3 separate regions of the Sus scrofa genome follow, and all the other regions are linked to region 1. Evidence: chromatin contacts called from public Hi-C and promoter capture Hi-C data. All regions are on one chromosome and are shown on one strand. Each heading gives the region's core, a stretch centred on a gene start, on an enhancer-like site or on the middle of the called end of the contact. The rest is flanking DNA. Distances are from core to core; before and after follow the strand shown.

Region 1 (2,580 bases), core at 23-2,522:
GGTAACCGGAAGGTGGGAGAGGGGTAGCTGTCCCCTGCACCAACCAGGCCGTTGCAGGCAAGTCCTGAGTGATCTGGTTCAGAACAGCACAGACGGGTGAACTTTCTTATACTCAGGTCTCATGGGGTCAAGTTCATACCCATGATAATAATCCATAGGTACTGCTATGGTGATAGCACTTTCTCTCCAGTCTAAGACGCATTTAAAATTTTACTTTTGAAGGATTTCTGAAGGTTAGACACAGACACATCTTACTATTTACGCGTGCATTTTGTACAGTATTTTTTCTTTTTTTCTGAGAGGATGTTATTGAAGCAACAATGCACGTCTTATGATTGATGCTGAGCGAGACTTGAGGACGGACATACAGCCGTGATGGCAGTAGAAATGATACCAACAGTAAGTAACACTAATCACTACCATTTTCACTGAGCGCTTATGATGAGCCGGGTATTGAAGTAAACAAAGTTACATAGATCGTCTGGTTACACTGAAGCTTCAACAGGCCGATCTTGCATCTACATCTTTGTAACTTCCAAGCCTATGACTGTTTCAGCGATGGCGATAAGAAAATTGTTATAAACAATAAGGAGAATTCATCTGTCGCTTAGGTGAGAGCCAGCCAACTACAGACCCGGGAAGGGACTGGGAGAACCTAGCCTGTAAGGATACCTTGGTCTAAACAAGAATTTTAATAAACATAATACTGACAAAAACAGCTCACATCTAGAGAGTGCTTTACAAAGGGCCTGCCGCACATGCCCGGGAGTAGGTGAATCCGTAGCTGCTCTGATCCACATTCCGTTATAAGAGGCAGTATGCATAGGTACGGTTCAATACAAGACCTTGGAGCCAGACTCCACGGGTTCGAGCCCAGGCTCCGCATTCTCGGTCTGTGACTTTCCCCAAGGTATCTGCAAAGGGGACCAGGTTAACAAAGCCCTTGCAGGCGCACAATGTGTTATCGTTGCTTTAGACCGGAGGAAACGGGCTTAAGCGGTGGACGCGACATCGCGAGGAGCCTGAAGCGCTCAGTCCGGTAGGGAAAGGACCAGGATGGCCGACGAGGGGCCCCTCCGGGCGCGCGGGCTCCGGCCACTGCGAACAGCGTCGGCAGGGAAGGGGTTACAATGATAGAGACGACGGGAGGATCCGGAGCGGCACGAGCGGCCTCCGCGGCCACCCTCCCCGACACCTCCCCACCCGGGGCTGACGCGGGGACACGACCGCGCAGGCGCGAGAGCCGGGCGTGGGGGCGGGGGGCACCTCCCTAGACACCCGGAAGTCTCCGCCTAACGGGCCGAGCCCGCGCCTCCTGTCCTGGAAGGGGGCGGGGCCCGAAGCCCCTCAGCGCGCGGCGCCATAGAGCATGGACGGAGGACCCGGGTCCTAGACGCGTCCGGAAGTGGCTCCCTGGGGCGCCCGCTCCGCACCATAGAGCTGGGGGGGCGGCGGCTAGGGGGTCGCCGGGCTCGCCTCCTAGAGCGGCGAGGACGGGGTGGAGGCTGGAGGGGGGGAAGGGGAGGGGGGAGCGGCGCGGGCGGAAGCGTCCAGGAAGGTCACTTCCGGCCTGGGCGCCCGTCCCCCTGACCCCAGGGTCTGAGTCGCCGCTGCCGCCGCTGCCACCATCCGCAAGGGAGGAGAGAGGAGGAGGAGTGCGGCACGGCGGCCCCGGGACCGAGGAGGTGAGGGGAGGGCGCGAGGGCGGGGGGCGTGCGCCCGGGGCTGGGTGGGCGCGCGCCTCGGGGCGCCGGGCTGCCGCCGGGGGGCGGGCGGGGAGGCGGGAGGCGAGCGCGACTGGGCGGGCGAGTGCGCGTGCGCGCCGCTGGGGGGGCGTGAGTGGGCGCGCGGCCGCTGACGCGGGGCGGGGCGGGGGCGCCGGGAGGGGCTTCGGGGAGCGCGCGGGCGCGGGAAGGGGGGTGCGCCTGGGGAGCGCGCCCGGGCCGGAGCGCGCGCTGCGCCAGGGGCTCGGGGGGCGGGGCCGCCGCGTCCCCCCAGCCTCCCCGGCCGGTCGTGGCCGGAAGTGGTGGCGACTCCCGGGGGAAGTTGAGGCCCCGGTGGGGGAGGGGGCCTCGCGGGCTCAGCCGGCCTGACCGGAAACGGCAGCCCCAGGACGGGCTTGTCTTGGCCCCCCGCTTGCCCCCACTCCTTCCCCTTTTCAAAGGAGTCTGGTCCCGTTGCCGCCCGGGGCGGGCTGCGTGCGGCCTTTGATCCGGCCGGTAATTACGGGCGTTCCGGCCGGTGGGAGGCTCATTCATTCGCCCCAGCGCGGGGGCGGCAGGAAGCGCGTGCGGCGGAGGGGAAGTGGCTGGGCCAAGGTCAGGCACCGCGTGTCCCGCGAGGCAGGGCGAGGAAGGTGGCCGGGCCCGATGGCCACCTCAGAGCCTCTTGGGCGTCGAACCGCGCTCCCGTACCCCCGCCCCAGTCTTGGCCACAAAGGGGGACGCCCCAGTTTGTAGAGATGAGTGCCTCTCGGGCCCACGGGGCCAGGCAAGCTGGGGATAGCGTGATCAGACGGAAAAGTGAGCCACGGCGAGTGTGGACAGAGGCTCTTCTAGTTCCGGCCCAGTGCTGGGCACC
Region 2 (2,580 bases), core at 56-2,555, 190 kb before region 1:
AAATTACGCAGCCACTGCAGCTGCGAGGCAAGACCACCTACGTCACTCTCTCCCCCTCACACACACACGCACGAACGCGCCCCAATAACACAAATTCAGAGCCACACTCACGCACCCACTCCCAGCCCCCAGCGCTTCTTCCCCCGCCCCACAGGCGCAGTCCCTTGTTCCTCACGCACCACAGACCTCGCGGTGGAAAGGTACGCGGTCCCGAGGCCCGCTCCCGTCACCACACGGGCCGGCTCCGTCACACACACACACACACAAAACGCGGAGACGCCGCCGCACGGTGCAGTCAGTCACTCACCTCACACCCTCAACACACAACCAGACGCAGCCCCACAGGCGGTCACGGGCGGAAAACGCCAGGCAGCTGCGGGCGCGGAGTCTCACCACCTCACACCCACACCCCACACCCACACTCACCCTTTCCCCGTCCTCCCGCGTCGTGTCCTCGCGGCACCCACCCGCTCAGCTCCGCGCGTCCCCCGCGCCTGCGCACTCGCCTCCGCGAGCCGGGAGTCGCGCTGGCTGGCCCCGCCCCCTCGCGCGCGGGACACGTCGGCGGGCCAAGGCCCCGCCCCTAAGGCGTCCCCGAGAGGGCGAGGCCCCGCCTCTAAACAAAGCCACGCGGCGCGCAGGCGCTCGCTCGCTTCTCCGGGGACCTTTCCACGGTCACGGGCCTGAGGCCCCACCCCTCTACACGCAACGGTGTACGCAGGCACGCTCATCCAGTCAGAGCCGCTCTTGGGGCGCCGCCGCACGCGCGCCGGCCCGAAGCCCCTTCCCTGCACCAAGTCACGCAGCTCTCCGGCCCTGCTATTCTGCTTGGGGCTGTCTGGGGGCCCCACCTGTAACTGTGCTTGTGAAATCACGTAGAAGTATGAAGCTGCTGGGGCCCTTCCTTGATCCCTTCAGCTAAACCCAGCTCCCCCAGCTCGCCGCCCTCGGCATTCAACACCTACACGTCTCCGTCCGGGAGCGTTTCTCCCCAAAACCCCTCCCCTTTTGTGCCCGGAGCTCAGAGGGATCTGGAGCAGGGCTCACCCGCGGGTGGTAATGCGCGCGCTCGTGCGTGTGCACTGCGAGTTCAGGCTGCAATTCCCAGAAGCCTCCGGGACGTGGCGCGGTTCTGGACCGCCGCGCCTGGATCGTGAAGTTGAGGCGTCCTGGCCCGCGCTGGCTCTGATTTGTCCCGTCTGGAGGAGAACTGACCGCGGAAAAAGGCAGAGGGATGTTCCCCTAGGCTAGGAGTGAGATTTCGCTTGCGCGTTCACTGAACGAACAGCCCCAGAATCCTTTGCGCGGCGCCTTTCTGGGCCCCAGACTACATCCCCCAGGAGCCTCTGCGGCTCGTTTCCGCCCCGGGCGAGGACGCGGGCGCCCTCCTGTGGCCGCTTAGGTGACCGCGAGTCTGTGGGAGGAGCCCGGAGGTGAGAGGCAGCCTCTATCCCCTGGGCTTTCGGGTTCTGGGTTGTGATTTTGCGTTTGTGTTTGTGAGGCTCAGGTTTTGTTATTGTGTATGTGTGTGAGCATGAATCATTGTTCGAGAACGTGTGTGTGTTGGAAACCAAAGACAGTGAATGTGGGTAGAAGTTACTGTTTCTGGAATTGTATGTTCGTATTTGTATGTGTGTGACCCGGTTTTTGTGGTTGTGTACCCTTGTATTTTGCGTGTGTGTGAGAAACCTAGCTTTTGTGGTTGGTACGTATGTGTGGAAACTTACTTTGAATGCGTGTGCTCACGCACCTTGATGTACTTTGCGCGGTGGCAGAGCTGAGCACTTGCAACAGAATTGGCTCACGGAGCTTAAAATACTGACTATAGATTCCACTTGCGTGTGTGTGTGTGTGTGTGTGTGTTGGAGACCAAAGATAATGAAGGCGTGTAGAGTAGCTACCGTTAGTGTAAATGTGTACTTGTATGTGTGTGGCTCAGTTTTTGCGGCTGTGCTTGCATTTGGAAAACCATCTGTGTGTGTGTATGTGAGTGCATGTGGAGAGACCCAGTTTTTGCGTTTTTATAGGTGCGTGTGAGTATATGTAATTCTTATTACACTTCCAGTGTGATGCTGCTATTTCAGTCCCCCCTCCCCACCATCAAGAAGTTTTCTGGTAGCAGCTGGGTGTCCTACAATTCAACAGAATTCTAACACTAGCTGGCAAGAGCATCAGAACCCTTAGGTTAAGGCCTGGGTCCCCAAGACTGCCCCCAACCCCCACATCAGAGGCCAGTCCCAAGTCTAGATATCACCTGTGCTTCTGACTGACCCCTCTAGGCCCAAGGACTCTTCTCTGGGTTTCATTAATTTGCTAGAGTGGCTCACAGAACTCAGAGAAATGTTTTACTCACTAGATCACCACTGGCTTTTTATAAAAGGATGTAACTCAGGAACTGCCAGATGGAAGAAGAGGACAAGCCACTTGGGAAGAGACGTGGAGCGTCCATGCTTGCCACTCTTGCTTCACCAACCGGGAAGCTCTCCCAACTCCATCTTTGGAGTTTTTAATGGAGGCTTCATTACTTTGGTCTGATTGCTTAAACCGATGGCTTTTTAGTGATGGAACTCAGTTTCCAGC
Region 3 (2,580 bases), core at 44-2,543, 140 kb before region 1:
ATGACCTACACCACAGCTCAGGGCAACGCCGGGTCCTTCACCCACTGAGGGAGGCCAGGGATCGAACCCACACCTCATGGTTCCCAATCGGATTCGTTTCCCTTGTGCCACGATGGTAACTCCACAGGCATCCTATCTTAATAAATCTATTTCTTGCCTGTCAGTTTGTGTCTCGCTGAATTCATTCTGCGTGGAGGCATACAGAAACTGAACATCAGTAAGTCCAGACACTGGGTAAGTGATTCTAATTTAAAAACTGTGGGTTCAGGTCCCAATCTGGGTTTAGGCTGGGTTTGAGTCCCAGCAGATGGGTTCAAGTCTCAATCTAGATTCTGGCTAGGTTCAAGCCATAACCATGAGGACGCAGGTTGCATCCCTGGCCTCGCTCAGGCTCAGCGGGTTAAGGATTTGGCATTGACGTGAGCTGCAGTGTAGGTCACAGATGCAGCTGGAATCTGGCGTGGCTGTGGCTGTGGTGTAGGCTGGTAGCTGCAGCTCCTATTAGATCACCTGGCCTGGGAACTTTCATATGTCACGGGTGAGGCTCTGAAGAAAGACACACACACACAACCCCCAAAGCACCCAGTTTGCAAGTCAACCATGAGACCCCAGAGCAGGGGAGGGACCTGTCCAAAACCCAAGGGAACAATGATCACGATGACAGTCAGAGACGCTAACACTTGAGTGGCTATTGTGTGCGGCGCACCATCTCAAGGCTCTTTAATCCTCACAGCAACCTTCTCTAGGAGTCAAATTCTAGCATCCTCCTCCTTTTACGGATGGCGAAACTGAGGCACAGCGCTAGTGTACCTCGACCAGGGTCCAAGAGCTACTGAGGGCGGCGGAAGGGGCTCCAAAGGTCACTTCGCAAAGCAGGGGAAACAGGCCCAAAGCAGAAGAAACTAGGGGTACAGGGTAGGCCGCCCGTTGGAGGGGGCAGCGGCTCATTATCCGCAAGCCCTTCAAATCTGTCCCATCTTTTCCCAAAGGAAGCTATGATGTCACATGCGGGGGGGCTGTTACCATGGAAACATGTAAGCTGATTCAGAAACCGGGGCTGGGGAATCTACGGATCGCACTTACCTCCCGGGACACTTCTATGGAGCGCGCACTTCCGGCCAAGGAAACGCGGCCGGAGCGTCTGGTTTGCGCAGGCTTCGCCTTTGCCCAGCGCAACCTGCGACAGCGTCGTGTCGCGGGGGGCTTGAGGACCCCCAGACTCGGCCGACCGAGAACGCGCGCTGGGCCAACGCACGGCGCACGCGCACCCCTTGACCTGTCCTTCAAAGCCAGCGCTATGACGACTCCACCAATCGGAATCCTTCTTTTACCCTGGCCCCGCCTCATTCTCTGGCTTCCGGCGTCTCTCTCTGTCTCCAAGGCAACTTTCAGCCTGAGGGCCAGAGACTTCTGGGTATTGTAGTTTAAAAGGGGAGGAGACAACGAGAGTGCCCTTTTCCATAAAAAGAAGAACATGATAAAAATCTTATATTCAAGGATGACTTCGTGGCTAGAAAGCTCTGGCGAATGGTTCCACCAACTTATTTTCTAGGGAAGCGGGAAGGAGGGGGAGGGAGGGGAGGAGGAAAATGGTCGCAGAGACTTTTGGGAGTTGTAGTACCGCACGCTGCGGCGGGGCAGGGAGCCCGCAACAAGATCAGGCAGTGGTCACCGAGCAACTAGGTCGCCGGTGGAAGTGAGAAAGACCCCCGATCCAGCGTTCCCGTTTTCTTTCTCTGGCACTGCTTGCCTGGTCTTGCCACGGTGTCCGGGCCCTTTCGTTGGCCTTGGGGTCATTTGTGGGGGAGGTTCGCCCATCACTTGTGAACTTGTGTTTGGGCGGGTTGTGGGAGGATGCTTGGGGAGTGGGCGTTTGTGGGCTGCCGGCCTGGGATCTGGCAAGCTTGCTTTTTTTTTTCTTAGAGTCCAACCGGCAGTATATGGAAGTTCCCAGGCTAGGGGCCCAATCGGAGCTTCAGCCACAGCAAGGCGGGTTCTTAACCCGCTGAGCGGGGCCAGGCATCGAACCAGCGTCCTCTTGGATACTTAGTCGGGTTCTTACCGCTGAACCTCAGCAGAAACTCTCTGGGAAGCTTTCTTGAAATAGTCTATAGAAAATGATCGTGCCTGGGTGCCTGCTTTCTAGCAACTACTCAGAGCCTTCACCGGATTCATTGGCTCGTTTTTGTTTATTGTTATTTTTTATTCCCAGTTTGGTTGGAGACCTTCAGGCCTGACAACCTAGGCCACTATGGGGTCTCAAGAGCACCCCTGCATCCCCTTGACCGCCTGGGCCTTCATCTAGTCATTCAGCAGTTCATTACAAAATGCCCCGTTGCCATGGAGACAGCAGGGAACAAGGTAGGGGACGGCTGTTTTCAGCGAGGAAACTCTGAAAGGGAACCAGTGTTTCTCAGTCTCGGCGTTGTTGACATTTGGGAGTGGGGCTTGTGTACTGTAGGGTGTAGAGCAGCACCCCTGGCCTCCACCCACCGCTGCCAGGAGCCACACCCCACCCTGCCCCCTAGTCCTGATAACCAAAATCATTCCCAGAGATTGATAAATATCTCCTGGGGCGGG

What was found. Promoter capture Hi-C pulls out the DNA fragments that hold promoters and counts their contacts. Hi-C and Micro-C count contacts between places; a contact is called where the count stands out from the background.
Region 2: a Hi-C map of liver shows a contact between it and region 1, with 4 times the contacts expected there. The contact joins the promoter of ZNF667 here to the promoter of ZNF787 in region 1. A contact is called at or near these places in 3 of 47 Hi-C or Micro-C datasets (liver and skeletal muscle) and 1 of 2 datasets of contacts at active chromatin or transcription factors (alveolar macrophages).
Region 3: a contact with region 1 is called in a promoter capture Hi-C map of liver, with 4 times the contacts expected there. The contact joins the promoter of LOC100620869 here to the promoter of ZNF787 in region 1. A contact is called at or near these places in 1 of 5 promoter capture datasets (liver), 5 of 47 Hi-C or Micro-C datasets (brain, heart right ventricle, liver and 2 more) and 1 of 2 datasets of contacts at active chromatin or transcription factors (alveolar macrophages).

The regions. Positions count from the first base shown.
Region 1 is chr6:60,444,803-60,447,382 of Sscrofa11.1, reverse strand. ZNF787 (zinc finger protein 787) reads left to right here and starts at 1,272. Exons shown (of 3, transcript XM_021095112.1): 1 at 1,272-1,685.
Region 2 is chr6:60,637,473-60,640,052 of Sscrofa11.1, reverse strand. ZNF667 (zinc finger protein 667) reads right to left here and starts at 1,305. Exons shown (of 9, transcript XR_002344829.1): 1 at 1,048-1,305.
Region 3 is chr6:60,587,878-60,590,457 of Sscrofa11.1, reverse strand. It overlaps LOC100620869 (zinc finger protein 239), which reads right to left and starts at 1,293. Exons shown (of 3, transcript XM_005664876.3): 1 at 1,084-1,293.